2 separate regions of the Bombyx mori genome follow, and region 2 is linked to region 1. A link is a contact called in public Hi-C data. All regions are on one chromosome and are shown on one strand. The core of a region is the stretch at or near the end of the contact, and the rest is flanking DNA. Distances in the headings are between cores, read along the strand shown.

What was found. A called contact is a pair of places that touch in the nucleus more often than the background predicts.
Region 2: a Hi-C map of midgut shows a contact between it and region 1, with 3 times the contacts expected there. The contact joins the enhancer-like site here to the promoter of LOC732900 in region 1. A contact is called at or near these places in 2 of 7 Hi-C or Micro-C datasets (middle silk gland and midgut).

What each region holds. Positions count from the first base shown.
Region 1 is chr23:20,060,332-20,064,897 of ASM3026992v2, forward strand. It overlaps LOC732900 (NADH dehydrogenase-ubiquinone Fe-S protein 2), which reads right to left and starts at 3,300. Exons shown (of 10, transcript NM_001046901.2): 1 at 3,193-3,300; 2 at 2,448-2,563; 3 at 954-1,063; 4 at 1-87. The coding sequence starts at 3,287. It overlaps LOC101741716 (kanadaptin), which reads right to left. Exons shown (of 10, transcript XM_021347847.3): 10 at 4,355-4,566. The coding sequence ends at 4,376.
Region 2 is chr23:20,148,890-20,152,958 of ASM3026992v2, forward strand. LOC101746620 (mitogen-activated protein kinase-binding protein 1) reads left to right here. Exons shown (of 33, transcript XM_062675415.1): 8 at 1-130; 9 at 869-1,029; 10 at 2,000-2,135; 11 at 2,675-2,821; 12 at 3,241-3,356; 13 at 3,811-4,015. Among protein-coding and RNA genes, the nearest start is that of LOC134201151, 9.8 kb to the right of the region's middle. Within about 2 kb of position 2,037, at least 3 of the 8 cell types and tissues checked have open chromatin away from gene starts, as enhancers often do.

The DNA.
Region 1 (4,566 bases), core at 2,050-4,549:
CAGGGCTTGGGTGTATGTCTTGTATTCGATCAGTTTTTCAGTACCACGGTGCAGGAGACCTATGTGAGGATCTGCTGCACGGACTGTCTGCAAATCAAAAATACCGGCACTTGTTGTGGGATGTCTTGTGAGCCCGCACGAGTAGGAACTACCCTCAAGCTGTATATGCAACCTTATTATCTAATGTAGATTTAGAATGACAATAGACATTCACGTTGTTGACATCTATGGGCAAGTGGAGCCAGAGCTCATTCCGTATGAGCAACGAAAACAAACCGTTTAGGTTACTGGTGATAGAACCTCATGCACGGGTAGGTACCACCACGCTGCCTATTTCTGCAGTGAAGCAATAATGCGTTTCGGTTTGAAAGTAACTATACTGGGACTTTAGAACTCATATCTCAAGGTGGGCGCCATTTACGTTGTAGATGTCTATGGGTTCCGGTAACCTCTTAACGCCAAGTGGGATGTGAGCTCGTCCACCCATCTATGCAATAAAAAATAAAAAAGAGGCCAAGAATGATGATTTTATAACAGCACCAACATCGGACTGCTCTGAGAAACTGAGTTTAATATTCTCCAAATAAATTCGCATTAAAAGTGAACAATTTCCAAAAATATTCGAAATTTAGTTATTATGCGGAATTATTTGGTATCACCAGTATTTTTCTCATAGATCATCTGTCAAAGAGCGTAGTTTAGATTTTTTTTTTTTTTTTTACTATTTACAAAATTGTTTACTATTAACAAAATTAATACATAATTTTATCTTACTATAAAAGACAAATAATGTAACTGGTAAAAAATAACTAATAAATGTTGCAAAGATGATTAATATTAAACCTTTAAAACACTCCTGTAAAATTTGTAAGTTTTGAGATTATACAGTTTTAATGTGAGAAGACGATACATGCATCAGCTAATTCAACTGCTGATGTTCCAAAATATCTCACCTCTCCGTCCAGTTCCAGTACGAGACGCAGCACCCCGTGAGCGGCTGGATGCTGGGGCCCGAAGTTCAGGATCATGTTGCGTACTTTCTTTTCGGCCGGTTTTATGATGCCTGAAAGATTATTATTTTTTAATATTTTTATCATTTGAGGGCAGAGTCTGCCTCATTCTAAGCGATTAGGTGATAAACACTTTCTTTATTGGATAGAGTAGTTAAATGCTGCAGTCTCGCTACCTTATACAGGGTATACAAGTCAAAACAATAATATGTAATTAATGAATCTCTATTACTATATATCGAGTGGTGAAATGCTATTTCGTTTAAGGAAAATTACGCTTAATACGCGACATTTATCTTTGTTATTAAATGGATTTGGTATCAGCATCAACAGTTCAATATTTTTGTTTGAACTTCAATTAAGTTTACTCCATTCAAATAACTGAAGGAATTTTTTGTTTTCTCGAAATTTTGAACTTGAAATGGCTTTCCTGTAAAGTCGCAAAAATGTCGCTTAAACCAAATAGACTTTCACCCCTCGATATTATAACCTCCAAAATAGAGAGAGTTGATTCTAACAAAATCCTCTAGAATATCATTTAAACTAGGTCATTAAATATAATACAAGCACTTAATCCAAGAATGTATGTTCATACTATCCAAAATAAATAATGGATACAGTAAAAACTGTAATACTAAAAAATTATCATTCATTAAACTACGGAAAAAATGACACGACTGACGATGAAAAGTTTAACTAACTTTTGTTTTCTCTTTGATTTTAGTGGGTTGTAAGTTAGAGACATAATTACACTTACTTTGACAGTTTATTATGTTTTAACACATCACATTATATTTTAATAACGTTAATATGGGCGATGGAGGTTTAGGCACATTTAGTCCAGAGGTCTTTATTTAATATAGTGGCTGGCCAGAATATGCAGAGTATCGACCTCAAGCACTTATTTACACCTGCAATTGGTTGGTGATTGTCTTACGTCACTCTCCAGGTCTCACTTCCAAACAGGAGAAACTCTGGCTTGCTCCTCCTGAAGAGTCACAGCGATTTTTTTAAGACTTCCAGTTTAAAGGTAATCTAGCCACACATGTCGTTGAACAGGACACACTCTACGAGTTTACGGCGCAGCAGAGTCAAAGTATCATCAATCGCGTTTGAGTGGCAACCACTTGGCAGGAGAAGACCTGATCGCCCTGTACATAATGGCACTGTGGAGCGAGATCAGGACTGCCAGCATGATCTGGAGCGTGATCATAAAAAAAAAACATAAGCACAAGACAGGGTCAAGTGGAGACAGCTTGTGAGGGCCCTATGTACCAGCAAGCCTAAGATAGCAACAACAACAATGTTAATATGATGAAAACGGATTTAGATGTGAATTTGTTATGATTGATTATGGTCAGTACTAATTTTACTAAATGGGTGCTAGAGGTATTTGCGGCATAACAAAAATATTTATGTGCCACATTAATTACTTACTGTTATAAGGAACAGGTTTCAATGATTTGGTCGACTCATCAGGATACATGACTGGCCCTTCAAATTGTTTCACAAAGTCTGGATCAGGGAACCAACGGTGCCCATCTCTTTGGGAGCTGTAAAAGTTCTTATAGTGAGCTCTGTTAGCCATTAAGCTTTCGATTTCTAGACATTAAAAGCATATCCAATCCCGAACACTAGAGCAGGGATTTTTTTAACTTATTTGTTTTTTTTTATATCTCTAAAAATAAACATATGAATTTAGTAACTCTACAACAATAACTCTACTTATATCTCGTGTATAAAATGACTTAAAGAGTGCTTTTGGGAGATAACTATATTTGCAACACATTTGGGATACTGTTGTACCCTATTATTTAAATTCTTACTCAGGGCTGTAAGATTTCCGGTTAGAAAGTCGTTCATCTTTAGTTGAGATCAGTATCATTAAATTTGGTTGTGGAAGACTATGTGTGAAATGTAACAAAATATTATGAATTTAGTTATAAGAGTAATGTTAGATACAGAGTCGAGGCAGATGGAGTCAAAGTTGTTATTGGGTTCCTTTAATTACAGATGCGAATTAAACGAAGTAGTTGTAAAATTATTGAGTTTGCAATTGTTTATTTTGTTTGAATTCATAAATAAGTTAAAGTGAATTAACCTACAATGTTACATAATTTTTTTTTCACTTTTGCTCAATAGTTGAACACACTCATTTTATAATTCTGTATTTAACACTCACTTCACATTATGAACAGCGGGAATGTTCTTTAATAAGACCGATTTTTGGCCGAAATTAGGAGATTTTCGCAACAAAACATTGAGAAGGGAGGCCATTTTTGACAACTCCGTTCGAAACGGAACGTTTCGTTTCTCGTCAACTTCTCATGTTGTCAAAACGCCAATATAGATCAATTTGTTTCCGGCCATAAGTTACTTGAACATTTAACCACCTCGAAAATCGAACCATAATTTTATTCTGATTCAAAATCAAGTTTTCAAAAGTTTAAGGAAGTACAGTAAGAACAAAAACTAGTAGAAATTTCTAGAATATACAATGTTAATTCTGTTCGCAATCACGAAAATTGTAATGATACAGCTTGGAGCCAGGTAGAGAGATTAAAATGTCGAGAGCCTTAAGAGAGAGGCAAGCTCAAAACAATATAATTGTAAAGAAGATATTTAATGACCAAACAGTTATGGTATGAACAGAAGTGGGTGTTTTTTTTTGCATAGATGGTGCCAAGTGGTTACCGGAGCCTATAGACATCTACAACGTAAATGCCACCACCTATCTTGAAACAGGAGTTCTAACGTTTCAAAATAGTTACAACGGCTGCTCCACCCTTCAAACCATTAGTGCTCCACGGTAGATACCTATAGTGTAGGGTGTAGACGAAGCGGTATTAGAAGGCGTCGGCCTCAGCACTTTCGATGAACGAACCTGTTACATTTTGACGTTGCTCTTACTGGAGACACTAGAATAATGACTGCACACGGGCGCTATACGAGTTAAAGACGTCTTTGGGTATGAATAGTTTCTTTAAGGGGGCACCTACTGAACTCCCATTCACGGAAAGTTTATTTTTATGCATGATAATGCACGCTCACGTGTTGCAGCCGTGGTTGTCAATTACATTCGAAACATTGAAATTGTAAATGAATGTTATTGAACAACCAGCGAGCTCAAGACCCAAGTCCCATAGAGCATGAATGGAGACAAGTATGGAAGAGAAAAATAATCTAAGCTAATTTATAAAATATATTAAAGAAGGAAAAATGTTTTTAACTTTCGCAGTTATATACAGCATAAAGTTTATTATTTATCGGACTACTTTATAGACTATTTTGGGCGGTGTACTTCGAACAGACGTCGTCAATAAGACAAAATGAAAAACAAAACATTTTTAATAATTTATTCTTAATTATTCCTCCATGATTTCATTACAATCTCGAGTACTGTAATAATCGTCTGGTATCACGTATCCATCGGGAGGCCTCATCGGACCGAACGTTCTGGGTCTCTCGTCTCCCTCTCTCTTACTGACATCACCATCGTCGTCTTTGTCATTAACACGAGCGCCCTCCACGCTAGATTCAGCTTCAATGATACCAG
Region 2 (4,069 bases), core at 787-3,286, 87 kb after region 1:
GGACAATGAGTTCTGCGACGTGGTCTGCGGCCGGGGCGAGTCCGCGGACAGCACCTACGCGATCACGAGGGGCGGCCTGCTCTGCGAGTTCAACAGCAGACGGTTGCTGGACAAGTGGGTCGAGCTCAGGGTGAGTCATCCCTCACTTCCAGAAATAGAGTGGGCTATAGAAATACTTGGTTTATTTTTAATACGTGTGGCAGTGTGGTGTCGAGGTAGAGTAGCATCATGTTATCTCTTCTTGTGAGTGTCGTGAGGGGGCTAAGGAATCTTGAGAATGGGTAGAGGCTTAGCTCTGCCCCTGGCATTGCTGACGTCAATGAGCGACGGTAACCACTCACCATCAGATGGGCCGTATGCTCGTCTTCCTATAGGACAATAAAAAAGCGCATTGCGACCACCAACCAATATTTACCGGTGGCAGTATTGTAAATGATGATATGACCGCCCCCCCATTTCTGCCGCAAAGCAATCATGCATTCAGATTAGTGGGTTGGTAATGGACATAGACCTCAAGTTTAAAAGTAATCGCGGTCACGTGATGACGTTACACGATTCCAGGGGCGTCACATGCGATAGTTTTTATTTGTCTTTATAGCTTAGGTGTGTGGAAGAGTTCAGGGCCCACCTGGTATTTATTGGGTACCGGAGCCCATAGACATCTACAACATAAATGCCGCCATTCACCTTGAGATATGAGTTCTAAGGTCTCAGTTTTATAGTACAACGGCTGCCCCAGCCTTCAAACCGAAACGCATTACTGCTGCACGGCAGAAATAGGCGGGGTGGTGGTACTTACCCGTGCGGACTCACAAGAGGTCCTACCACCAGCAAAAGAGTCATATAACGGTCTCTCCGTCGGCTCCAGACGCAGTCCGCCAACTGTATGGCGGTGGGCGCTAATTTCATATTCGTCGGCTGCGCCGAGGGCATAGTTCGGTGCTTCGCCCCCGACACGCTCCAGTACATCACGACGCTGCCGAGGACGCACTACCTCGGCGTCGACGTGGCGCAGGGCACCAACATCAGGTGAATATTGCCAGTTCCATCAACTGTTGTACTGCTGAGATATACATACATATATACGTATAGATACTAACTGGCATCCGCGGCTGGGACCGTCAAGGATTTGTGCTTGGTGCGAGCTTTTTAACGTTTTCGATAGCGTAAAAGTTAACTCAAATTTATATGTAGCCGGAACGTTTGCCTACGTTTGCCGCTGTTCCATCTCCATACAAATTTGAGTTAACCTTTCCGATATCAAGAACGTTAAAAAACTCGCACTAAGCACACTGAATTGGCGATTTATCGTTTAACACTTTAGATCCTATTACCATGTGAACTTGATTACTCCAGTCAATAAAAACTACCAGACCTCATGAATACTGTTGGTTCGTTTGATGCCAAATGACACGTGATTGGCGAGAAGTAGTTTTGACTTAACAATTTGACGGTAGTCACAAAAAAATAGTACGAAAACGTTGATAAAATTGGAATATATGCGAGACTGAACCGCGAAGTCATTTCGAGGCGGTATGTCCGTATAATAATGATTATTCTATTGCCTTTTTTATCCCTACTTATACGCTGGTAGCATGGTAGACTGATAAGTTTGCAAACATGAACCCCAGCAAGAGCAGTGCTTCGCTAAATCTACCGTCGGATCGGAATCGCGACCCACTGAAAAGATCCGGCGATGAACTCAGTGGGCTGTAGCTATGGGTCCAAACTCTCATGTTCGCTGCAGTCGAAGCTTGGGGGACCTGCTAAGCGAGCTAAGCGCGACTGTAGCTACTCACCATCAGGTCGGCTGTGGGCTCACATGCATACAACAGCCTAAAAAAATTACTGAAGCCTCTGACATAACCTTTGCGTCCCTACACCTTATATAGAGGTCTCTCTGTCTGGCAACCTACCCGCGTGGACTCACAAAACGTCCTACCACCAGTAAAAAATGCATGGTGTAAGCTGGTGAGTGTACCGGACCGTCTGCTTGCAGCCACATGTTCTCGCAGCCGCCGCGCGCGCGGTACCCGGACGCGACGGCGCTGGCGTACGACGAGCGCGCCCACCGGCTCACGTGCGTCTACAACGACCACAGTCTGTACGTGTGGGACGTGCGCGACATCCGCCGGGTGAGTGAGCGCACATTGTCCGTGTAACGCCTAACTTACCGATAGCTGTGTCTGTTAAGTGAATTTTTACGGTAATCACAAAAGAAAAATATGAAGGTAAATATTTTACGTTCAATGCGGGTAGTAAGTTTTTAATTTGGCAAAGAGAGAGAAAACTAGAAGCGTGAACAATGTATTGTATGCATATCTTAAGATTTGTTTTGTGGTTTTTATTAACAGTTTTCTAATGCTTAAAGTTTAGAGGTTAAATGTTAAAAGTTATCCCTTGAATGGGAAGGTATTTGAAAATAACTTACCAATTAAAATTAGTTTGGAATTTAAACATAACTCATACGTTTTGTCGTCTAGTGCATTTTCTCAACGTATTACGTCATATGTGGCGAACCGATCTAAATGGACGCACAGTCATCCTTTAAGACAGGCATTAATTTTGACAGTCTAGGGTTGGTACTAATAATTTTGACAGTCTAGGGTTGGCACTATTAATTTTGACTTAGACTTTTTAGTTTGGGTTATAACTTGTCGCCCGTGGGCCGCAGGTGGGCAAGTCGCACTCGGCGCTGTACCACTCGGCGTGCATCTGGGGCGTGGAGGTGTCCGGGGACGGCACGCTGCTGACCTGCTCCAGCGACGACACCGTGCGCATGTGGGGCCTGGAGCCGCGCGCGAGGAACATCTACAGCAATGTGAGTGGACGGCCTCCCGGACCTCTGGGAGGAGACGGTAGAAAGGTTCCACCTCTTAGAGACGGTGGAGAGGACGCTCAAAGATGCCGTTGTTAAAAGCAGCGACCGCGGTCTTCGTGGAAGTTGTACTATCTGCTGTATCGGTCTTCATGGTCAGTGCTGCTGACCTTCGACATGAACAGCTAAGACATCGTTTTTTCTTAGCAAATAATGCGAGCGGTCATCGTCCTATGTGAAAATGCCTCCTGAGCTGGTTTAGTGGACCGTCTTCTTCATGGTCGGTGCTGCTAATCAGTTACCTTCGATATGAAGAGCTTCTAAGGTTAATGTTCTTTCTTAGCAAATGATACGAGCGGACATTGCCTTAAGTGAAAATGCCTCCTAGGCTGGTTTTCTCAAAGAGCCCGTCTGAATTACAGGAGCTGAATAAAATAGTGTACATAGACCCGGAGCTGAAGTTCCTGAAGGACGTGGACCTGACCGCCTCCAGCGAGAAGGACAAGTCCAAGTCGTACGACGACAAGACCGGCGTCAGGTGAGTCGCGCTGCCACGCGCTGACGTTGTGGGCGGACCAGCCAGCGATGCCTGTGTCACAGCTAAGTGATGCAGTTCCTCCCATCCCAGACGACTAATGTGCTGTAAACACGAACACTTAGAATTCTTGTTTCAAGCCAAGTGTTTAATCTGACTTTAATTCTCTTGAGTCGCCTCTTATTTTAAATGACCCTAATGACGTCACTCGTTAGGGCGACGCGGCCTCCTCCTCCTTCTGCGTCGATAATCCTCAATGCTGAGAGTTTTGGCCTCCTTTAATAGCTTTCTCCTAGATTATCCTGCGCCATATCCTCGGCTGTGTGGATAGCAATGTGGACTGAAGTGTTGAAAGTGTGGCCTATCTTGCCTGTTACCGGCAGCTTCTCTCGATTCCCCAAAGAGCTCGGAGCTCGTTCGTGCAGTAGAGGGTAAGGTGGGGCGCGGGTGTCGGCAGGTGCGTGGCGGCGTCCGGGGACGGCGCGCACGTGGCGTGCGGGGACCGCGCCGGCAACGTGTGGGTGGTGTCGGCGGGCGGCGCGCTGCTGCACACGCTGGAGGCGCACGACGCGGAGGTGCTGGCGCTGCAGTACGCCGCGCGCCCGCGCCTGCTCGCCTCCGCCTCGCGGGACCGACTCGTGCACGTCTTCGACGTCGACAAGGTACCGGCGCCGGGGCCCCCTACACGTGACCCCAAGATCAGCGGCGATATCGGG